Regions from separate parts of the Zea mays genome. Here region 2 is linked to region 1. The links are chromatin contacts, called in public Hi-C maps. All regions are on one chromosome and are shown on one strand. The core of a region is the stretch at or near the end of the contact, and the rest is flanking DNA. Distances in the headings are between cores, read along the strand shown. Region 1 holds the start of LOC103641145. Region 2 has its middle 19 kb from the start of LOC103641146.

What was found. A called contact is a pair of places that touch in the nucleus more often than the background predicts.
Region 2: a contact with region 1 is called in a Hi-C map of leaf, with 8 times the contacts expected there. The contact joins the enhancer-like site here to the promoter of LOC103641145 in region 1. A contact is called at or near these places in 6 of 25 Hi-C or Micro-C datasets (ear, leaf and tassel).

What each region holds. Positions count from the first base shown.
Region 1 is chr10:64,687,284-64,692,266 of Zm-B73-REFERENCE-NAM-5.0, reverse strand. LOC103641145 reads right to left here and starts at 2,873. Exons shown (of 9, transcript NM_001301488.1): 1 at 2,748-2,873; 2 at 2,185-2,410; 3 at 1,534-1,779; 4 at 1,412-1,462; 5 at 1,018-1,278; 6 at 868-920; 7 at 684-798; 8 at 262-516. The coding sequence starts at 2,873.
Region 2 is chr10:64,732,115-64,737,097 of Zm-B73-REFERENCE-NAM-5.0, reverse strand. No RefSeq gene overlaps it. Among protein-coding and RNA genes, the nearest start is that of LOC103641146, 19 kb to the left of the region's middle. Within about 2 kb of position 2,602, at least 18 of the 20 cell types and tissues checked have an H3K27ac peak or open chromatin away from gene starts, as enhancers often do. A contact at or near this core is called in ear, leaf and tassel, where this site is marked.

The DNA.
Region 1 (4,983 bases), core at 1,624-4,123:
AGTGGTACCCGTCCATGAGACACTTGTGATGACTGCTCATAGAGGTAGTACATGTGCATAAGGGTGAGCGTAGATGCGCATTTGTAAGCATCTATGTTTGTACTATGACCTGAAAAGAAACTACAGTGTTTACTTAAAAAAACTACAAAGTCCTGCTAGCCACCTTCCATTTAGAAGTAACATGTAAACTGATATGTGTTCCAAGTTAAGTGCGCTGAAAGCGTGATAGACACAAACCAACTTCACCCTAGAAAAACTCACCATATGCATTTCCTATCTGGCTTTGATTCTTGAATCCAGCAGTTACAGCAATGCAAAGAATCATAAGTACCCAATTGATGTCAGGGATGTAAATCTGCCCCAGAAATTTCTTCGAGGTATGCACAACATTGACACGGGGGAAACAGCCCAGTGCAAGGGCTTGCTTAATTATCGAGTAGGTAGCAGATATGGTTGCTTGACTTGCAACTACTGCCGCAAGAGTTGCTATGATGAAGGCTGGCCAGTATATGGCCTCTGCAGTGAGAGTATCTCAGCTTTAGTATAGTGAAGTGTACAAAGCATTAACATACAGTAACAGTAGTGGGATGAGCACTGTGCCAATTTGCACATAGTGGGCTTGATATGGTGGTATAGCTGTTCACATATGAGATGGATAAGATTTGTTTAGATTTCAGAAGAACCTGGAATGGAGCGGTAGAAGGCATCAACTACATGATCCTTGTTGTCAATGATGTAGGCAGCCTGCCCAGTGTACGCCAGTAGAAGGCAGGGGAACACCACTAAGGTGAACGCAAACTGGACATAGACATGATTAATCCATTGAGGTATTATCATAATTCATAATTTTTCTATTTGAACACTCACCTGAATAGCCAATACAGGGAAGTGACATAGATCTGCATACAATGCTTCAGTCCCTGCATAGAAAAAGGCATATAGATAAGGTAACTCTGTTTCATCTTACAATTGATGCAGAAGTTAAAGTTGAATTGCCAAGAGATGTCCAAGAGATACCTGTGATGCTAAGCATGACTCCTCCAAGAGATGTCCAAATCTCAGACTTGCCTCGTCTAAAATACCGGAAGATGTAGACTGGATTGTATGCTTTTAGAACAGAACTGTTGTATTTGCGTATGTTCACTAACCCAACGCTCCCGATTAGAATAAACCAAAGGAGCACCAAAGGTGCAAAGAGCCACCCAACTTTATCTGTCCCATAGTGTTGCATGCAGAATAAGCCAATTAATATAAACACCGCGACGATTACGACCACATCTGCCAGGAATTGAAGATATTAGACTAATCAGATTAGGCAAAGTAAGTTATGCTCCTCACCAGATCAAGGAAATAGTCCACCAGATTCAACAATGAACACAGATATAACCATACAGAAAAGAAAAAAATATACCTGTACTCATGTTCTGATTCTGGACCCTTATTCCACCTGCCGCAGAAAGAACTGCATATAACATACAAAATACAGCTTAGATCGCAGCTGCATTGGATTTATTCAACTACGATTCTGAATACCTGAGATTGCAGGAGTAAGAATCCCATCTCCGATGGCGGTACAGGTACCAATGAGAACAAGAATAAGAAGGCAGTTCTTTTTATATGCATGCCCCTCTAGCCATTTCTTCACTTTTGCTGCAAGTGAATTCTCCTCATAAGTTTGCCGACTATAAGTTGTTAATTCTTCATCTGTCTTATGTTGGTTGGGTATAGTGCTGACCTTTGCATGCCGGCACAGTAGAGAATAAAGAGCAAACGTGCCACCTGTGAATAACCAGAAAAAGAAATGTTGTCAGAAAACTTCTGGAAACAAACTATACCAGCTGAAGGAGAAGTATTTCTTGTCACAAAATAAAATCTAAAATGAACTAAGAGTTTCACCTTCTACAGATTTCATGGTTAGTAAAGTGATGCATAGCAATCACTCTGACATCTCATATTTAAACCGTGGTGATACTCGACACAAATCCTTTGTTTCACTAGAGCACTGTTTTGTCATGAGATTCTGCCAACCAAACCAGATGGTAAAATTGCAAAATCTCTGTGAACTAACGGCTCATACATTTGCAAATGTGTAAATGCGACAAGAGCACTCGTAATTATTGCAAATACCATAGAAATCATAAGAGGCAACAGACTAGGCTAAAATACAAGAATGCTCTATCTCACCTTGACCATTGTCGTTAGCTCGCAAGACGACAAAAACATACTTCATCAGAGGGATGAGGGTGAGTGTGTAAATGATCAAGGATAGAGCTCCAATTACATCCTCGTCTTCGTCAACACCATGTGGAAAGATATTGTAGAAAACATACAATGGTGATGTACCTAAGTCCCCAAACACTACCCCAAGACTTTGAAACGCGAGCCGCAGTAACAAAATTGACGAAAATTTCTGCATGAACAAATTTAAAGATCAAGTTAGTCTTTTTTTGCTAAGGACACAGTTAAAGGTCTAGCAGTACATGAGACATGGAGCACAGCTGTTGTGGCACTTTAAGATGAATAGACAAAACAAGTTGTAAGAATCTGAATATAGTTCCTGCAACAGGAAAAAAACAGCAGTAACAGCACATGTTACATACAGTTTCCGATACCCCTTTATATTGAAATGATCCCCTGAACCATCAATAGAATATTGTACATCGAACTATCGAAGGACCACCATGTTTCTTTCAGATATACAGAGACTAATAATCTAAATGCGATGATAGCAAGGATGAAAACGATACCTTTTCTTTGTACATGTTCTTCAGTTGACTGGCCTCCTCGTCCATGGGCTGATCAAGGTTCTGATCCAGTTCCCACATGCTGCCTCGGTTGGTCGTCTCGCTATCTGACATCGACGCCATAAGCATCTCCTTCAACCTTGAGGTCACAATGACACAATCCCACCTCAAAACCTCACGGCTGAGAGCTCCCCGATGGCCGAAAGCGACCCTTGCATGAACCGAAAATGGAAGCGCTTAAGTTGCCAAACAGAGCACCAGAAACTAAGCCACCAGAATCAGGGACAGGAACAACTCTTCAACCCTCTCACTGCGATTCCATCTCAAATCCGCACATCTGCGGCGGCGGAGGCCGTCAGTAACCTTGGTCTACCCAAACAGCAAATTTTCGAAGCAAAACCAACAGCACAAGCACAGGTAACCGAAATCTGAATGCCACCTCGAATCTTTACAAAGAACTTGCAACCAGAATGGAGCTGTTTCCCTTCGATTTCGGCAAGAACAGAACAGAAGTTTCGGGCCAAGAGTCAGGAATCAAGAACGAGAATACCCAAATCGGAGTCAGGAGCAGAGGATTCGCCACCGCCGAGCCGAAAATCTTGACTCACAGCCAACCTCTCAGAATCTTCACATAGAGAGACGAACCTGGACAGATTCCCAGGACCAAGAAAACCCCAACCTTTCACCTCCTCCAAACCCCGGCAAGATCAAACTTTGGTGCTACAGTAACCGACCGGGGGAGAAGCAGCGATGTGGGCTGCCGTACGATGGTCAAATCCACAGTAATCCAGCAGACAGAAGGTGTACGCTGGGGAAATATGATTTGTGTAGACTGTAGAGATAGAGAGATAGAAGAGAGGGGGGAGAGAGAGAGCAGCCTGCTCTCTGGCTCCGCACGTTCATAAAGGAAGGTGCAGGAAGAGCTGGATGGCCGCTTGGCTGGAGTACGGCGGGAGGTAGGTGAGGAGCCCACCACAAGAACAAATTGGAATTGGCACTTCAACTGAAAACTCCAACACGAGTAGAAATTCATCCGCACGCTGGTTTTGAGTCACCACGAGCAAATTTACAGCAGGTCTGGCGCTCACTGGTCCTGCTGATGCAGCGGGTGAGCTGGCAGGGCAGGCACTGGTCCTCATATTATCCTCCTAAATTAGAGCATCTCAATAATATCTTAAATTGGTGTCTTAAATTAAAATATGAGGCTCAATACATAAAAAACTACTATAACGGTGTCTTATTTTATAAAATTAGATCAAAAAATTATAAAATATACTCTCAAAAGTCTTAAATATACTATATCTGTTGTTCTATAATATATATTTGTTACGCTAAATTTTATAAAATATACTCATTTTAATACATTTTTATAGGTTGGAGATGCTATTAGTCGCCAGTCACCCCACCCGCCCTTTTTTTTGTTTCAGAATTGAGATCTTCGGGATGTACAGTTTTGAGATCGCAAAATAAATGAACGTCTCATTTTCTAGTTAGTTGATTTTTTAAAAAAGTTTTTCCAAGTAATATTTAAAAAATATACCGATATTAATAGTAGCTGAGGTGATACCAAAACTAGGGCGCAAATTTGCTCGCAAAGCTTTCAGCAGCCTGTGGCACAGGAACTGAAATACGTTTGTGCTGGTCGCACCGCCGCACGCCACAAGTGACAAGTCAGTCCTGGTTTGAAAGTGAAAAACCACTGTTTTTCAATATCACAGTCTAATAATTGTTATAGCATAACTATAGTATTTTTACAACAGTCAATCGAACACCTAATTGGTACTATGGTGTTTGTGCCGCCATCAAATTACATTCATAAGTTGTTGATTGATGATCATAAGCCAAATAAGTCGTAACAATTAACATGGACTGAAAAAATAAGTGCGTGAAAGTTCACATGAAAAAAGTGTGTGACAAAGGGATCGCTTCACGTCCAGGGCAAAAACTTGGTCTAGACCATAGTTTTCTATACTCTACCATGGTATTGCCAAAACCAAGCTACTGTTTGGTAATATAGTTTTGAAATATCATATTTTATAATCAGACATGACATAAATATTACAGTTTACTCTATCACAGTAAAACCACAGTTGCTTAAAACTGAGATCTATTTGGTTCCATTAAGAAAATCAAAGTATATGTAGAGAGAATAGAAGAAAACAGAGGTCTCCTGAGTGGAGTTTCCAAAACTCTGAAAATACCACAGTTTTAGATAGACCGTGTTATTTAAAACTATGTT
Region 2 (4,983 bases), core at 1,353-3,852, 45 kb before region 1:
AATATATCTCTTTCAATTAGTACTTGCTCTTAATTCATATTTTTGCTTATACCAAGGTTCAATGTGAAGAACTTGCATCCTCAGACCTCACAAAGTCCTAAAGTGCATTGATCTACAAGTATTCATCACTTGTATGCACAAGTTTAGGGGGGCAATTCTCTACACATTAAATCTTTGAGACTAACCATTCTTCAAGTATATATTGTGCTTAGTCTCTAATTGAAAGGGAAATGGAGTTTCGAGCAAAGGGAGTACTTCCACATCACATTCGTTCGGTATCAAACACCCTTGCTCAAACTCATGTACTTCAATTCCATATCTATTGAAAAGGCCTAAAAAATTTCTTCATTTTTGGTGCTTAATGCCAAAAGGGAGAAAGTATTAGGCCAAAGCAAAAGGATTGCACCACAGGAAAACGTTTTAAACTATTTTATAACAGAGGGGAGAACTGCTTTAGGGAGAGTTTTGGAAATGGCCAAAGGAAAAGCATTTTAAAAAAAAGAGGAGAATCTTTAAAATCTTAGAAATGCTCTTAAAATTTCATTCTTGTACCTTAGGCCATGAGCAAATAACTTTGAAAAAGATTTTATCAACAGTTTGCAAAAACCATCACATGTGGTGCAAAATTGGTCCAAAATTACAATCATGTCAATATCACTCATATGCACTTAGAACTGCTTTCATTTTTGTAGCTTATGAACACTTGACTAATTGCAGACTAGTTACAATTTTATACTTCATATTTGCTTTGGTTTGTGTTGGCATCAATCACCAAAAAGGGGGAGATTGAAAGGGAAATAGCCTTAAACCATTCCTTATATTTTGGTGTTTGATGACCATCACAACCATTCGAACTAACTAGTTTTCCTAGTTTTTGATTCACAGGTTCATAAGATCAGCAATTTAGTCTCTAAGTAGCAATCAACTCAGATCCAACTAAATAGGGGTAAAACATGGAATAGATGAACTACCAATAGTTCTACTCTTTGGATAAGTTCTAAATACCCCGAGGAACCTATTCAACACTTCTAGATATGTTGGAAAGCTCGAAATCAACATATCACTATTTTGGAGCTAGTTTGAGCAAAAAAAAGAAATGAGTGAAAGAATCAAAATGTTCATGATCTATGACTTAGACTAGATGGAAAGTAACTTGAGATGTTTGTCTAAGTCATAGGATCTCTCTCAAGTTTAGCCAAAGCAACTTGGAGAAGATTGTTCAAAGATCAACAGGAAGTCAGAAACTCAAGTTCTAAAATCGTCAAGTGCGGACCGTCCGGCCCCTTCTGGCAGACCGTCCACGACACCGCCTTGACTTTGGCCAGGAACTTGTAAAGCCCAAAATTAGTAGAATATATATATATATAAAATAAAATAAAGAAATAAATATATTTATGATAGCATTTCTAGAATTTTGAAACCTTTGGGAATTTATTAGGACCTTTCCTTTTCATAATCAATTGGGGGTACTAAATTAGTTAAGTAAACAATAAATGGATAAAGAAAGGTTGATCTCTTGCTGATGATTTTGTGGTAATGCATTTTGTTGAAAACATAAATTTGACCTCCAATTTTAAATGAAAACATAAAATAGAAAATGAGAAAGGGAATTTTAATGAAACCATTTATTCCTTCCATAAATAAATGATAAGGAAAAAAAATAAATAACAATATTGTAAACAATAGAGTTTATATTAGGATTAATTTTGACACTTGGAAAGTTAAAGTTCAAAACACGAGTTGAATATTTGAATTTGGAAAATAAATTAAATAGAAAAGGAAAAAAAGAGAATAAACCTCGCGCTCGGCCGTTCTCCCCTCCCCTCGGCCCACCAACACCCCAAAAGCTAGCCCACGCGGCCCATCTGCCCCGTGAGCTTGTGCCACTGACGTCTTGGGCCCGCTGGCCAGCTCATCCGGGGTCTCCACATCACGCGCGCCTATGTGTTTCATCTCGCTGTCAGGTGGGGCCCACTTGTCATTCCTCCTACACCGTGGTTGCCGTAGATCTTCTCGTTTGGTTGTGGAAGCGCTGTATCGGCCTCACTGGAGGGGATCGGGTTCGGTTGCAACCACCCGGTGTGCCAACTGGCCGCAAGGTGCGAGCTCCGCGAGCCATATAATGTCGTGCCCCCTCCCCGCCGTCTACTACCGTGTGGGGAGGAACCTGTGGTCGCAACTCGCAAGGAGAAGGTTGCGGCCGCCGCAGTCCACCATCCCCCACGTCGTTGGCGGGCACCTAAGGAGCATCCGAAGGGAGTCGCGAGGGCACTCTGCACCTGGGCGAGGTCGCTGTGAACTCTAGGGGAGTGGGACATGGGCCGAATTGGTCGCCATGGTGCGTTCAACTGGGCGGAGCGACGCTACACCGTAGGTCGTTTGCATCTTCGTCTTCTCGGGTGGTAAGCCCCTCTAACGTAAACGTCGTAGCCTCCACACCTTGTATCACCGCTCAATTCCAAGGATTGGACCATGAATTAGCAATGCCGGGGCTTGCCAATGGCGCTGTCGTGCCTCAACTGCGCGCCGCTGGGCCGGCTCCGCTGTGAGAGAGGGGGAAATAAGGGAGAGAGAGTAGGAGCCATTGATTTGATAACCGACGATGGAGATTAGAGCGGGAAATGCCCTTCCGGGTGTGCGGATCTGGGCGGTTGGTCGTCGATCGGATGGCTCTGGGTGGATCTCGGATGTTTAAAATCTGGACCGTAGGATCGAGATCTGGCGGACATGGTTGTATACCAGTTCGTTTAAAAATTTTAAGTGATCCACGATGTTGATTTCTAATCAGATGGCTTAGGTTAGAAGATACCCCTTCAGCCAAGATCTTTTGCTAAAGAGCCCCTATTCTTTTGTATATTCCACCCACAGTACCTTTCCTGTGTAAAACCCTAGCAAACCGGTCCGATTTTTCTCAAATTAATCCCTAAGCTTTTATAAAATAGTGCGCTCAGCCTAGGATCCCTGTTATACATAGAATTGAATTTGAAAATTGATTTCTAGTATTAAAATAGTTCCATAAACTTGTTTAATTCATATTTAAATCATCTTAGCTCCTTTTTTATCCATTCTGGTTGCATTAGATCCATAATAATATTGTTTATCCCTTGTTAACTTTATTTTGTTATGAAACCTAAATTTAAAATTATGCACTTAATTTCTTTTGTACACCACTCCTAAATCTTTAGAAAATCATAACTTTCTAACAGCAACTCTGATTTTAGTGGTTCTCGAACCCACGACCTTGTAGCATCGCAGTTCATGCTTATGTTTGGTATGATGTTAATTTTGCCTATACCATGTTTGTTTGTATTGCTACAAATAGCAGTGAGGTCCCAAGAACCTGAAGATCATCCTGGTACCTGGAATCTCGGTCCAAGGCAAGTTGTGCCCTTGATCACTCCTTTTTACCTAATAACGTTCGCTGTTAATCACGGTGACATGCTCAGGTTAACTTGATGGGATCTAATAGGTTTCCCAAGCATTATTTATCCCCCACCATGCAAACAGATGAATTATTGGGTCGATTTGCTATTGCTCTACCTGGTTTTGGGAAACTAATGTTTTATTATGATCATGTTCCAATTATGCTGTTGTTTAATTATTGTTCATGATAAGATCATATTGTTAATTGGAACATGGAGAACCACCCGGGAAAACAGTGCTACCACAAGGGTGGTATGGGACGCCCTTGGCTGACTAATTAGGAAAGCTAGTGGAGGACTACCTTACCTGAAAGGGGCAAGGGCGGCAGGGGAGTGGTCGATATAGGGAGGTTCCTGGGTTGATTTTGCTGCGATGGCTTTTCAGACGGGGGATCCCTATACTGCGCTCCCTAGAAACTGTAGCGGGTTTTCTGAAGCTAGTGGAACTTTGTAAAGGTCTCGTAGTGGTACCCTGCCTCGCTTCCTTGGTAGAGGTGTGTGGGGTCCGATCAACCCCGTGGCAACTGGGTAACACGACTTGTGGGTAAAGATGTGCAACCTCTGTAGAGCGTAAAACTGGTATATAAGCCGTGCTCACGGTCATGAGCTGCTCGGACACTCACATGATTAACTTATGGAATTAAACTCAATTTGTCATTTGCATTCCATTGTGGGTGTTGATTAATATTGATCTCTTATTTAATTGGGTTGGTATCCACTTATACTTAGTAATGCTAATAAAATTTTGACCAACTTTAAAAGCAATGCTCGGCTTTAACCATCTCCTTTGGTAAGCCTTACACTTCAAATGAGCTCCCACCTTTGGTGAGTTCATGCACATTATTCCTCACAACTTGTTGAGCGATGAACGTATGTGAGCTCACCCTTGTTTTACTCACATCCCTCCTAGACCAAGAACAGGTACCGCAGGATGAGGCGCAAGAAGGATGCTGTGATTAGTTCGTGAGTGGTCTAGGCCGTTGTCTCCCAGTCAACTTTGTGAGAATCATTGAGAGAAAGTGTGTGCTACCTCTTGTGATCATTTGAGCGTGGAGTTTTGACTCACATTCATTGTAAAGCTAGCAAGAGTTCCTTATCTTTGTGGTTGGCCTTGTGGAGACTTCGGTCTTTTGTTGACAAAGAAGAAGGAACACTCGCCGGTCTTGGTGACCGTTGGAGAGAGGGAAAGGGTTGAAAAAGACCCATCCTTAGTGGACTCCTCAATGGGTATTAGGTTCTTGGTTAACCGAACCTCGGTAAACAAATCACTTGTGCCACTTGTGTTTATTGCTTGTGATTTGTTTGTCTTCTCCCTCTCTAAGTTCTCTTGCACTATTTTTTGTTAATTCTGCATTCTTTGAAAGTAATACTCTTTGCAAGCAAAGGACTTAGTTTTATACTCCGATAATTGTCCATCTTGTTCTAACCGCTAATCGAGGGATCAAGTCCGAGTTTAAAGTTGTAATTTTCAGGTTTTGCCTATTCACCCCCCTCTAGGCGACTTTAAATAACATTTACGTCCATATCTGAGTGGTCTGGCGTAGCTTCGTAGTCGACCAAG